Regions from separate parts of the Mus musculus genome. Here region 1 is linked to region 2. Evidence: chromatin contacts called from public HiChIP or PLAC-seq data. All regions are on one chromosome and are shown on one strand. Each heading gives the region's core, a stretch centred on a gene start, on an enhancer-like site or on the middle of the called end of the contact. The rest is flanking DNA. Distances are from core to core; before and after follow the strand shown.

Region 1 (7,238 bases), core at 3,796-6,295, 730 kb after region 2:
CTATCAGCCAGAAAACGTGAAAAGTTACAAGCACTTCTTGAAAACGTGAATTGCAAATATATAACTGATTGTGGCAGAGTGGGGCATGCTCATCAGAGAAAGAGCCCCAGCTTAGCTCTAGATTCTATTTTCCTAATTGTGTAAGTGCTGTGTAGTTAGGGCTTTTTGTTTCTGTTTGGTCAAGAACTAAGTAATCGTATGAATTATAGTCGGAGATGGTAAACTCTGATAGAGTAACTGTAATAGTGTTATGTATTTTGCTTGTCTTCATTATTTCATTTAGTGCCAAATTATTCCATTTTAAAGTAAGCAAAAATGGCTTAAACATACACACTTTCTCACAAAACTTCTCAGATTTTTGGGACTTAACTGTACCCAGTTACTCATGAAATAATATATTCAGTCCAATTAAATGAAATATTATACATTTTTGTATAAAATATTAAGCTTAGCACCCATCATTAATTCATATGGTTTTACTCAGCAGTGTAAAAAGCACTCTATGTCCTCATTCTCTATGCGAGAGCCAATCAGTAGGAACGATTGACCAACAGAAGAAAAGCTGTTGGAAGAAATTTCTAGATTACTAGAAAAGCACTGATAATTGTAGCCCAGTAGCATATGGATTTTAAAAAATACAGTTTTCTTTTCTCCTAGCAGAACATGTTAGAGGTAACTGAGTTTTCTCTAAAAGTTTTGTAATAATTGGCATTAAGTATATCATTATTCATTGCTTTTATGTGGACAACAAATTACCAAACGGCCTATTAATTTTTCTCAGTAATGTTTTGCCCTTTGACTATGTATGAAATGTGCCATGTTAAACTGTCAATCAATGTTTTTATCTGATATTAAATATTTTTAACTTAAATAGATTTGCTTTGTTTATTCATTCTACGTGTGTTCATTAATATTTCTTAAATTTGTGAAAGTTTCCATTTAAAATTTTTCTCTGAATGGAAGTTAGAACAGACTCTAAAATGTTTAAATTAAAAGTGAAGTTGAAAAGTGACAGGATTTATCTGTCAAGTTCTTATGTATAGACAGCTTTATTGAGATGTAATTCATAAGCATACAGTTCACCCATTTAAACTGTACTAATGTAGTGGCTTTTAGTATGTCTATATGCGGGGCTGGTGAGATGGCTCAGTAGTTATGAGCACTGACTGCTCTTCCAAAGGTCCTGAGTTCAATTCCCAGCAACCACATGGTGGCTCATAACCATCCGTAACAAGACCTGACGCCCTCTTCTGGAGTGTCTGAAGACAACTACAGTGTACTTACATATAATAAATAAATCTTTTTTAAAAAGTATGTTTATATGCACTGTGTACAGTCATCATTGTATTTTTCAAGTGTTTTCATAACTCCTCCGAAAGAAGCCCTGTACTTACTGTAGTCACTCCTATTCCCATGTGCTAGCTTGCTACACTGCTACAAACTACTGCTTGCTTAATGGATTAAACCAACCAATATATTTTCACTGTTTAGGAGGCCAGATGTCTCAAATCTGGCTTTTGGAGGATTGGGCAAAACCGCCACACACCCCATTCCCACCCCTGCTGCTGGTTGCCAGTAGTCCTTGACATTTACTTCTTAGTTTATACCTAGAGCTGCACTGCAGTCTTACACCTTCATCTTCTCATGGTCATTTCTTTCTCTTGTGTAACTATTTTCACTTAGTTCTTTTGTAAATAGCATTTATTTGAACCATTCTTTTTTTTAACTTACATATGAATGAATATATACCATCTGTATGCCTGGTGCCCACAGAAGTCAGAAAATGGGGTCAGATCTCCCGAATCTGGTTGTGAACCACCACGTGGGTTCTAGAAACTGAACCCAGGTACTTAGAAGAACAGCTAGTGCCCTTAACCTTGGAGCCATCCCCCGCTGGCCTGGAGTTAAGATACCCACCCTCTGCTTTCTAAATGCTGTGACTAAAAGTATGCACCACCACATCAGAAGGATTCTAGTACTTTGTCTTAAACCACTTACATCTGCAAAGATCCTGTTTTCAAGTAGAAATGCATTCTGGAGTTCTGGATAGATAGGAATTTTGTGAGGAACACTATTTAACCCAGTACACTCTTACAAACTCCAGCCTTAGACAACCTCCACCTCTAGACTGTAAAATGATCTTTTATTCACTTGATGTAATTGTCATCTCAGGCTCACTGCCTCTGTCTGCTAACCTAGGTGAGGTCCTGGAAGCTTCCAGCCTCCATACAATCTTATCTAGGCCTAGAATGTTTTCATCTTTTGAGACTTACTGCTGAACAAGCTCACCCTTTCTAGCTCTTTCTATACTCTGGCTGGTTCAACTTAGCTGTTCTGGCTCAAACTGATTCAATCTGGCTTCTCAGTCTCTGACTGTTGTAAATATTTTTATGTAAGATGTTGAAATTTGCACTATTTTAAAATGTGGCTATTTGAGCTGGGCAGTGGTGGCACACGCCTTTAATCCCAGCACTTGGGAGGCAGAGGCAGGCGGATTTCTGAGTTCGAGGCCAGCCTGGTCTACAGAGTGAGTTCCAGGACAGCTTAGGGCTACACAGAGAAACCCTGTCTCGAAAAAACGAAAAAAAAAAATGTGGCTATTTGAAGCTGGAGAGGTGGCACTGTATCTTGCAGAAGGACCTGGGTGTGGTCCTTTGCATCCACTCGGAGGCTCACGATCATCTACAACTCTAGTTTAGGGGGATTCAGTGCCCTCTTTCTAGCTACCTCAAGTACCAGGCACACAATGAAGCACATGCATACATGCAGGAAAACATGAGAAAAATTGTTAACATAGCTAAATTTTCTGATGACAAAATACTCATTTATTACACTGTAATCACACTGATAGAGCAGTTACCCCTGTAGAATAGGCAGCACTGTTAAAATATTTTGACTATATTAGCTGTTCTTTTTAGGCTGCTGATTAACTAGAACACATAACATTTTATAAAGCTTTCTATAAAGTTCCTTTACTCCTAATAACCTGTATCATGTTCCTAATAAGAACACGTCTTCCCCCAAACCAGAACTATCATTCACAATTCTAAAGGATAATGGGTAAAAGTAAACTATTCAAAGTATATTACTTCATATACAAATTGCTTTGTATTCAAATTTCTTTGTATATAAAGTACATTTCATTACTTTTTCAAAAAGTTCCTTTCCTATAATGTACTCTGCTTTCATTTCAGTAGATACTGGGTTTGTCAGTGTTCTGTCCTTTGAAGTGCTTTATTTTGATGATACATGGGTTTTACTTTTGAGAATCACAATTTGAGTATGAATGTTTAGTAGACAAAACTTGTTCCATATTATAACAGTAACTGTGGCTCTGTGGTCTAGTTTTTAAAACTTGTCATTATAGTGTCATGAAAATGTTTGAGTCATGAGGCATTTTAATACACCAATATCAAAATGTGCCATTTAATAAAGTTATTCAACTAAATCTATATTCTTTTTTGACTGTTTGCATTAGGTAAAATCCAATTTACTCCATCCAATATGGCACCAAACCAGTTCTCATTAAACTTCAGTAAACTGGTATTATGAAAGAGCATTTTGTGGGTTGCAGCATTAAATCCTGATTGATCCTTTTGAACCCCTTAATTTTTCCTCCAAAGATTTTTAAGGTTTCACTCTGATATTACCAGTTTTACTCCTTTTAAACATAACTCAATTTGTTGTGGGCGGGTGTGAAGATTCAAAATAGTGGCAGTTCTCACTTTGGTAAGCTGAGGCAGGAGGATGACTGAGACCATGCTAGATTACACCTACATATAGAGCTATCTAGATTGTGTTTCCTATTACTATGACAAACCCTGGTAAAAGCAACCTCAGAAGCATGTGTTGATTCTGGCTCACAGATTAAGGTACAGTCTAGCACAGCTTGGACGGGATTTCAACAGGAGCATGAGACAGCTGGGCACATTGTATTTGCAGTCTAGCAACAGCAATGGATGTTCAACTTGAATTTGCCTTTTTATTCAGTGTGTGCCCACTCCTTTGAGAATGCAGTCCTCATTAAGGGTACATCTTTCCAGTTCAACCTTTGTGAAAGCATCTTCACAGACATGCTCAAAGGTGTGTATCTATGGGGATCTAAGTCTGACCCTCCAAGTCCAGAGATTTGTGTCTATGGTGATTCTAAAAGTAATCAAGTTGACAGTATTTACCATCACAAGTGTTAGGATTACTAGTTAGAGTTTTGCTTTTGATCTCTCCATCCTCTAGCATAACCAAAATATAAAATGAGACTCAAGGTATACTTTGAGTCTGAGGAGTCTCTAAGCTGCCTTCAACTCTTAGTTTATCCCCATTCTCCAATTTTAATTTCCAAGAGCAATTTCATTTCATTGTTATATAATGTACTTGTTTTATACTGATACAGGGTCCTGCATGAGAACTGTAAAGATAATAAATGAAACGTAGTGGGTGTACGGTTTTGATCTTAGCACTAAGGTAGGTGGATTTCTGTGGGTTCGAGGCCAGCTAGTAAGACCGTATCTCAACAAAACAAACAAAACAAACAAAAAACAGTAAATTGGATACTTTCAGAAAACCTTTATCTGAAACTGCTCCTGAGGAAAATCGGGCTGCTTCTGTGTCGGTTTTACTCTTTGTCATTTTTCCTGATGAAATTTCAAAAGGCAACATTTACGTGAAATTTTAAGACATTACCGACTAAGAAACTAATAGATGCTTTTCGCCTGCATTGAGTCCTGTTTCCTGGTTACAGCTGGCTTTCTGTAAATAATCTCTCTTGATAAACAGATTTTTTTTCGTTGTTAAGCCCATTTTTACCTCCCCCCCCCCCAAGTAAATGTAAAGAACGAATGAGTCTCGCAGACTGTATACAGCCAACTAGAGGGTTGCTGGTTGTCTGCTATATCTGGTATTCTCTAGATTCGGGTCCGGGTTCAGGTCCGGGTCCGGGTCCGGGTCAGGGATCCAACGACCGCGTCCCATTTCAGCATACCCGAGCGCTGACAGCTCTGCTCTTCTTAAATCCCATTGGCTAAAGCCCACGCGGCTCACGGCACACTGGTCACAGAGCCTCTGGGCGCGGGGCGATGACGTCACACTAGCCGGGCCTCGGTTGCTGGAGCCTGGGCCCTCGCCGGCGACCGCGAGCAGGGTCGAGCTGGGACGGCGCTACCATGACCATATGCCAGTTTTTCCTTCAAGGCCGGTGCCGCTTCGGAGACCGCTGCTGGAACGAGCATCCCGGCGCCCGGGGTGCGGGCGGGGCTCGGCAGCCGCCACCGCAGCAGCAGCCACCCTCAGGTGACGGTCTGGGAGCCTTGAGCCAGGGCCACTTGCTGCGGACGCACACCTCCACCCCGGGCCCCTGCCCTGGCATGCGACGTCTCACCCCCAGTAGTTTGACAAGTCGTTTCTGATCGTCACACGTGGACAGGCGTTTGGACTTGGGTGCTCCTGTCAAACACTGCGTTTTTAAATTAGAGATATCTTCATCAAAACCTCCTTTTTGGTGAATGGCAGTGGTAGGGAGAATTCACGTGGGTTCATTCAGACCCCTTTCTCTACTCTTTCCCCTTCCTTGTCCGTGATCACAAGCTCTTAAAATCTGGGCTTTAGTTAGTAGCTTCCGACACTGGGTCAAGAACCTTACAAGTTTTGTGGAAAGGGTATTCAGGGGTTAGACATTAAACCAGCACAAAACAAGGTTTTAGAAGTCAGATAAATACGTTTTGTTCTCTTAATTTTGGAACCTAGTTTTTTGTTTGTTTTGGTTTTTAGGTTTTCAGAGATCGGCTTTCTCTGTGTAACAGCCCTAGCTGTCCTGAAAAACTCTTTGTAGACCAGGCTGGCCTTGAACTCACAGAGATCCACCTGCCTCTGCCTCCTGAGTGCTGAAATTAAAGTCATGTGCTACCACTGCCCAGTGGAACCTAGTTCGTGACGTTGTCAGTGGGTGCTTCTCTTTCCCCTTCTCTTTAAGGCTCCTCCAGCCCCTGTGTTCATGCTGGTTTCATATTTCCAGTCTTTTCGTGGAGGAGACAGATTGTATCATCTACAATGCTTCTAGTGAAAGACTCCAAATTAGGAGTCAGGTTCCGATAGATACTGGTATACTCCCAGGGACTGCTGAGAGGAATGTTTGCCATTTGGTCTCTGGAAACCTACTTTAAATGTAGTAATTTGCAAGTAAATGTTCAGTAGATAGATAATTAGGGGAAAAATACAAATAAAACTTTAGAATGAAAAGAAAGAAAAAGAATGCTTTGTAATTTTAAGGCCCACATTTGGGCCTTAAATACCTCTCTCTTTCCCTCTGCTCTGCTCCATCTTACGTAGCTTCCTGTTCCTCCTCCTGTGAGAGCTGGGCATATCCTATTCTGTCAAATTTTTCTCTGATTTGTCACTTTGTCTGGCACTCAATTAGATACCACTTTCAAACATAGCTGCTTCCTTCTACAGACTAACTTTACTTTCGATGTCTGAGATTAAAGCTGTGTACTAAAGGCATGTCTATTTCAGCCAGAGGAGTACTCTATCAGTCTGTTTTTAGTATATATTAAGTGATATATTTTCTAAATCCTAAGATAAATTACCTTTATCCTAGCATAAACTAGGAAGTGATAAGATTAAAAACAGTATCAAAACCTGAAACAAGTCCTATTGGCTTATTATTATTATTTTATGAGTTGTTAGAAATCTACGCTATACTTTACCTATTAGTAAGCTCTGCGATCTCTATATGAAGGATAGGTTGTGGGCATTGTGTCCACAAAGTAAAGACAGAGGCAAACACTTTTTAAATACCTATTTAAGGACAGAAAGTAAAATTTAACCCTTTTTATTATCCAGTTTATTCATTGTTCTCTTTCATTCATTGTCTCTATGGCCCAGTGCAGAAGCATACACACACATCCAATGATAGGTCAAATGAGGGCCTTGACCGAGCTGGGCTCACCGCAAAGCTTTTAGAGATGTTTAGAGTATTTTTTATTTATTCCCTCATGGTCAATTTAATAGGCTTAACACTGAACTCACCGATATGTCTTTATATTTCTATGATCACATTGATCTCACTTTGTTGTTGCTTTTTGTCAGCTTGGGTTTTGGGGTTTTTATTTGCTTTTTGAGATGAGGCCTCACTATATAGTTCTGACTGACCTGGAACTTAGAGACCTGCCTGTCTCTCCCTCCACAGTGCTGTGATTAAATTCTTACACCAACACACCTGGCCTTGATCTCATTTTTTAATATAA
Region 2 (6,581 bases), core at 2,066-4,565:
AGCAGCATGCAGGAAACTTTCAAACTGTTTTTTTGTTGTTATTGTTTTTGTTTTGGTTATTTGCTACTCTTTTTCTGTTTTTGAAATGGAGTCTCATGTATCCCAGGATGGTCTTGAACCCCCACCCCCTTGATCCTCTCCTACCTCCATCTTTCTACTAGATTACATTTTCATTAAAAAAAAAAAAAATTGGATTCAAGTTACCTACAACCTACTTAGAATCTTCAGAGCCCTATCTATAAATATGGAGCTGAGTGTTGTTACCATTAAAACACATTAGCCAGGAACAGGCAGGTAACATCAAAATCATTTCCTAAAGACAAACTCAACAGACAATGTGCATATTTACCTATAACTAAAATTATTTGAGACAGGATCTTGTGTAGCTCAAGCTGGCCTTGAACTTGTAACTTTTCTCACTGTAACCCCAAAGTGTTATGACTAAAGGCACTTGCCACCAAGCCAAATAAACCATCTTATTTGTCTATCAAACTATTTCAGCTCCATCATTTTCAGATATGAATCTTTACATCTTTCTGTATTTTCAAGAGGACACTCAATGTCAGGGGCCTGGGTGAAACAAAGGGGATTTTCAAGTAAAGACTAGGCCTAAGTTAAAGTGGAATGATGTCTCCCTCTGAGTATCTCATTTATTCTGTGACTGTGTCAAATAGAGTAGCACAGGGATTATACACCAAAGCTCTAAGAACAGACAACGAACATCAATATTCAGGCTTGATTAAATGAGTTTTCAGTCTCACATTATCTATCATGTTAATAATATATAAGCTCTGCTACTAGAATGCCAATCTTCTGATCACTAAAACCCACAGCCAATAGAAGCTGTCACATTGACAGAACTAAACAAGGTTACTGCAAATTGAGTCTAATATCAGAGTAAACAATGCTCTATAACCTGGATAAGCTTCCAAACACATTAAGGTATCATAAACCCATCCATTTAAACCACTGACTTTTATACACTACTAGTAAATTTATAGATGAAACTGCCCTCTATATTTAATAGCATCCAAAAATAGCTTTTCTTCCCAGTCTTTGCAGAACTGTCTCGAGCATGGCCATCATCAGCTTCTGCCGGCCTGCTTGCCTACCACTATATTATCGTTTCCTCTCATCTAAACTCTGTTCAAAACAGCCTCTGGAAAAACTCGAGCCAGTATTTTTAGTTTATAGTCCATTAGGACAGTGTTTAATCTTATAATCTCTAAAGGAGTTCGAGTCCACCCAAGCTCTTATCAATTGTCTATCAGTGCGTTTGGTCACCATTATGAACAATGGACCAAAGCACGTGAGGAGTTTGAAGAGGCATGGAGGACACTAAAGCTGTCTTCCTGGACGTGGGTGGGAAGGGTTCCTCCAGACAGGAACAAATACACACGTCTACTTTGAGATGATAAGTATTTTAGCACCTCAGCAAATTTGTTGTTAAGATTACAAGTGAACAATAAATAAAAATAAAGGTTGTGTACTATTCTGTAATCTTTTTGAGATGACTTTGTGCTATCATGTCTAGCTCAAGAATTTGAAATGCCAGTTTAAAAAAAAGGTAAAGAAATATTAAGAGTTTATGAATTTCATGGAGTCAATAACTGGAAGGAATTTGGAAGCATACAAAGGATTCATCTCCATTTGCCTAAAAAATGGCCTCTTTCCCTTATTAACACAAACGGCTTCATATTTAGTTCTTTTTCTAAGGAAAAAAAAATGATGTTAGGATAAAGGAGCAAGGGAATTGACAGAGAAACAAAAAAGGTTATTCCACAATTATACAAAATGTCCATTTTAATAGATAAGCAGGAACAAAAAGCTTTGAATTTGTTAAACTCTTTGTAATACATAACTCCATTTAAAATACTGACTTTCGCTCATTCTCATTGTTACCTAATAACAAAAATGCTACAAACCAAATCTTGATTTCCAACTACAAAGAGTCTACCGCTAAAAATAAACATAAATTAACATAACCATGGCCCAGGTTAATGAAGTTTCTAGGCCTAGTAGGCATTCATTTTCTCTCAGCACCAAATACAGTGTTTTGTTGAAATAGTACCCAGGCAGAGCCTGTAATCCTAGCAATAGGAGGGTGGGCAGGAGTATGAGTTCCAAGCTAGTCTAGGCTATTAAATAGCAAAACCCATTCGAGCCCTCATTCCCATCCCTAAGTCCCACTAAAAATACGTTTTATGCTATTGCAAATGTGCTTTAAAGACGCAGGATAGAGAGCTTTAACGAATATTTACCAGAAGCATTTGTAATTCCATTTTTTATTTTTAAAAGGACGACAAAATGCAACGTGAAGTATAGAAAATGACCTTTCAGTTTCATACAGAACAAAATACTAAAATTACTAAGAATACTTATATTTGAAAAGGCAACCCTCACCAGTAAGATTACTTAAACTCTCTCACGGGATGTACAGACAGGGAGGGTAATGAACACAAAGAATCTAAGGAGAAGGTTTGACAGGGCCCTTCCGTTCAGACTGTGATGCAGTCCTTAATCGCTGTCTGCCTAGAAACCCTAAGTGTTCCTGGGTGTTATTCACTTGCTTTCAAACTCTGAGAATGCTGTAGTCTTCTATTCAGACCCCCCAAACTTTATGTTTTGTCTGAAATAATCAACACTCCTACCTGTGGTGCCTTCAGAGCCTAACCTGTCCTTGTTACCCATACCAGTGACACTCAGGGCCTCCTAGTTGGCTTACAGGAGGGAACTGCCACCTTACGTAAGCATACTTTGCAAGGAGAAAGGCAGATATAAGAAGGCGTCAAACCTTCTCCTCCACCAGTGGCTGGCACACCCCGAAAGGAGTGTCCTTTCAGGGGCTCCCCCCCCCCCCGCAGCAGTTCTGCTGCGGGGAGTGGGGGAGGGGAAGAGCTTTCAAACAGTCATCTCTTCCTCTTCGGGCAGCCAACGCCGACCGCACCACCATCTCCTCCGCCCAAACCCGGTCCCCTCCCCCGCCCTGCCTGGGTCCCCGCCAAACCCCACAGGAATGCAGCCGGTCACATGCGCTGCGGCGGCGGTGGACGTGCCTCTCCCCCCGCGCCCCAAGGAGACCCAGCGCCATCTTGCCCTGACGCAGTTACAAAAGTCACAGGAGAAATTGCGCCTCCACGGCCGCACCAGCGCCCCAAAGTCTCGCAGAGGCCGAGCCAGGGCCCTCACCTCGCGCAGGGAGAGGAGCAAAAGGTCGGGGAAGAGCCTTGCGACTTCCTTCGGCACTGCTTGGGTTCCACAGAAGACGCGGCGACAACGATCACCGTCATCACTTCTCACTCTCTGCCTTTGCAACAGCCACCCCCGACGACTCTGGCCCCACCCGCTGCTGCAGCATGAGGTCATCGTCAGCCAATCCCTACGCGCCCGACAGAAATCACCAGACGCCGATTGGCTGCCGACACCGCCTCTGCCTCTCCCCACTCCTCTTACGGAGCACCCAAGGTCGTGCTGCGGGCCAAGAAGACGGAAACCGCCATTCCGGGGAAAGGCCCCCAAAGCCAGATCCGTAATCGCTGTGTGATTTTAGTGGAGAACCCTGTTTTGTTCCTTGGCCTCCCCTTTTCGGTTCGAGAAACCAGCTCTGTCCCTCCCTCGTTTAATCACCGCCACACAAACGAACTCCCGCTCCCCGCCCAGCACACTGTCCCGCGGCGGGGAATCCTTCCCCGGTGCTAAGAAGTATAGGAGGCGGCGGCAGCGACTGCACCGGCAGCGGCAACGGCAGCTTTTACCCCATACACGGTGGCAGGGAGGCGGCGCTGACGATGGCTGCAATTTTTTCTGCGGCTTCTCCCCCCGACCTCTTGCGTTTCTCGCTCCTCCATCGAGACAGCGCGGGACTCGCCAGCTCCGCTTTTATCCGGTGCCCGGAGCCTGCGCACTGGAGCCTCCTCAGCCACTAGTGGGCGTCGAGTGACAATCCGACCGGGCTCACCCTGAGCTGGCAGGCCAGGCCGGGGGGAGGGGGCTGCCGGGACTGAGGCTGCTTGGGGGGTAGGAGCAAGTGCATCACCTTAGGAAGTGATGGGAGGGGGGTCGTCCCCGTCCCTGCTGTCATCCTTCTACCCACTAGTAGCATCCTCACGCTCACCTACATCCAGGCTTGAGGGCTACTCGGGGACAACGGGTAAAGAGCCAAGCCCACCAGCTAGCAAGACCTCCCCAACCGTCGGCGGATGGATGAATGCACCTGTTGTGGGAAAGACGGAGTGTCTGGCCAGCTCGCGGCCTCTAGCGTGACGTCTCCACGCCTCGGCGGAGAGGCCGCGTCGGGCCGCAGCCCATAACCAAGATGGCGGCGAGTAGCTTCGTCCCCTCCCCCCTGCCCCTGCGGAGCGGGGCGGGCGGGCCCCGTGCGCTTGCCGCCGCCGCCGCCGCCGCTGCCGCCGCCGCCGCCGCCGTCGCCGCCGCCATTTTCCCAGAGCGAGAAGCAGTGACACTGAGCGGGCGCAGGGGGCCGAGTCGGAGATCGAGCCTGCGTTCGGGAGCGGCAGCAGAGGGGGCATAGACACTCGGAGCAGCCTCAGCGTCTCCTCGTCATTCCTGCCGTGGCCCGCAGTGCCCGACTCTTGGGTTCCCACTGAAGACGCTGCGCGCTGCTGCTTGGGGAGGGGGTGTGGAGTCGGTTCTGCGACCGCAGTGGCTGTCGTCGGGGGTCGACCGAGCGCTGAGGTGTGGAGAACCTCGCCCGGGGTCGAGCCGATAACAGGGTTCGGGTGTCTGGTGTGTGACCATCACAGGTCAGTGCCTGTCGTGTCTGTGGGTGTCGTGGGGTCCACGGTGGGGGGACTTAGGGCTCTAGGGAGAGAGGGTCGCTGTCCTTCGGGAGCCGGGCGTCCACACTGAACCCCAGGCGCCTGTGCTGGGGCCACGTCGCTTGTGGAAATGGAATTTGTCCTTTCTCCTGCCTGTCCCTGGCACTGGGGCATTATGGCGGGTTTTGGGGTTGTGGAAGGGGAAACTGGCAGTTAAACCCCCTTGAGAGTGGGAGTTAGGGAGGGGGCGCCCTCCTCCCTGGTAGCGGATTCAGGCCTCCGGGGTGAGGAAGGAGGCTTGTGACTGGTGTCGGAGAGGTCCCGCGAGCTGCCAGCTCTCCCCTCCTCCAGCTGCATCTTGTTCGGGTGCAGAGAGAAGACGTTTAGGCCCCATTTTCTTCTTCCTGCCCTTGTTCCCTGCCATTCGGTGGCATAATGTTCTCTTAAATGTGAAAGGGGTTAAAAGAACGCCTTGGGCATCTCTCTTTGTAGGAGAGAGACCGCTCCTCATCCTCTCCGGAGAGGGTAAACCCGCCCCTAAGGTGGTCACCCCAGTCAGTACCCAGCCTTCGCAGTCTCCTCCCCCGCTCTTCTTGCCTTACTGCCGTCCTTTACTGTGCCAGAGCCTTAGAATCCACAATATGGCTCATTTCAGGAAAGCTTATTTTGACCGAAGGATTGGCACCGACGCGGTGGCAGCAGACAGAGATGAGAAACAAACGGTTCCCTGTGCTAAACGGGGGAGGAGGGAGAGAAAAAACAATCCTGGGTGCTTGCCTCACTGGCTTTAGTTCCGCCTAGATCCGCCCTATCTAGACTGTCTCTCAAGAATGATCAAATTTAAAGTCAAAGGGAAATCACTGGAGTTAGTTCTAAAGTAAATTTCGGTGTTGCTTATTTTATTCATCCTTTAGAGATGAAGATAATATATATGTGTTTGCAGTTCTGGAGACCTTGGAGAAGAATCAAGTGAGGTGCATTCAGCTCTAGGTTGAAGATAGCAATACCTAATTGGGAAACAGTCTCCCTTTCCCTTTAATTTCTGAGATGGAGAGTAAAAACTGTAATTTCCCTCTTTTGTCCTTTACAGATTCTAAAAATGGCGGCCCCAGGCTGATGTTGTGGTAATCTAATCAGCTCGGGTCCTCCACACCCCATGCAGTGCGTTTGTCTGCAGTGTATTACAAGCGTATTATGTTTACATGAAAAAGATTGGGCTTGCCCCCCCCTCCTCCAAGCCATTTACAAAAATTCGTCAATTTTATTGCAAATTACAGTGTTGTGTTATAGTTGATTAATTTTATTGGGTTTTCCTAAGAGGCAAATAAAACAATACCACTTTTGAAAACAATAAGACATTTGGCCTTGGAAATTTCATGGTCGGGGGGCTTTTAAACATTAAACATTTATTCGATGCAGATAATAGTCTGTGTTGACTTTAAATCGCCCATTTTTAACTAATATGTCAAAGTAAAATGTTTTGTTAAGTAGCCCATTTTGCATGATTGGGAATTTTTACCTTCAGTTAAACATTTCTCACTCAACTCCTAACTAATTTTGTATATTTTGGTTCTTGTATTCTGTTTTGGAGTAAAATTTAGGGAGCTGTACAAACAGACCTAAACCTGTTACTCACTGGATATAAGGATTCTTTTCTTCCTGTTTTTTGTGTTGCCTCTGTTTTCTCCTGTATTTAAAGCTTTAATCATTTCCAGTTGCTTGTATATGTGGTAAGGTGACACTCCGTGCTTTGCTGCCTCTTAAATTTGTCTTATTGCATACTATCATCATTATGTAAGTTAA

The links. HiChIP or PLAC-seq counts read pairs in DNA pulled down with a chosen protein or histone mark.
Region 1: a contact with region 2 is called in a FOXA1 HiChIP or PLAC-seq map of pancreatic cancer cells. The contact joins the promoter of Nupl2 here to the promoter of 5031425E22Rik in region 2. A contact is called at or near these places in 1 of 39 promoter capture datasets (cranial neural crest) and 1 of 115 datasets of contacts at active chromatin or transcription factors (pancreatic cancer cells).

Annotation. Positions count from the first base shown.
Region 1 is chr5:24,159,918-24,167,155 of GRCm38.p6, forward strand. Nupl2 (nucleoporin like 2) reads left to right here and starts at 5,046. Exons shown (of 7, transcript NM_153092.4): 1 at 5,046-5,286. The coding sequence starts at 5,160. Klhl7 (kelch-like 7) reads left to right here. Exons shown (of 11, transcript NM_026448.3): 11 at 1-1,314.
Region 2 is chr5:23,430,021-23,436,601 of GRCm38.p6, forward strand. 5031425E22Rik (RIKEN cDNA 5031425E22 gene) reads right to left here and starts at 3,316. Exons shown (of 3, transcript NR_165300.1): 1 at 3,190-3,316. Kmt2e (lysine (K)-specific methyltransferase 2E) reads left to right here and starts at 4,444. Exons shown (of 26, transcript NM_026984.2): 1 at 4,444-4,763.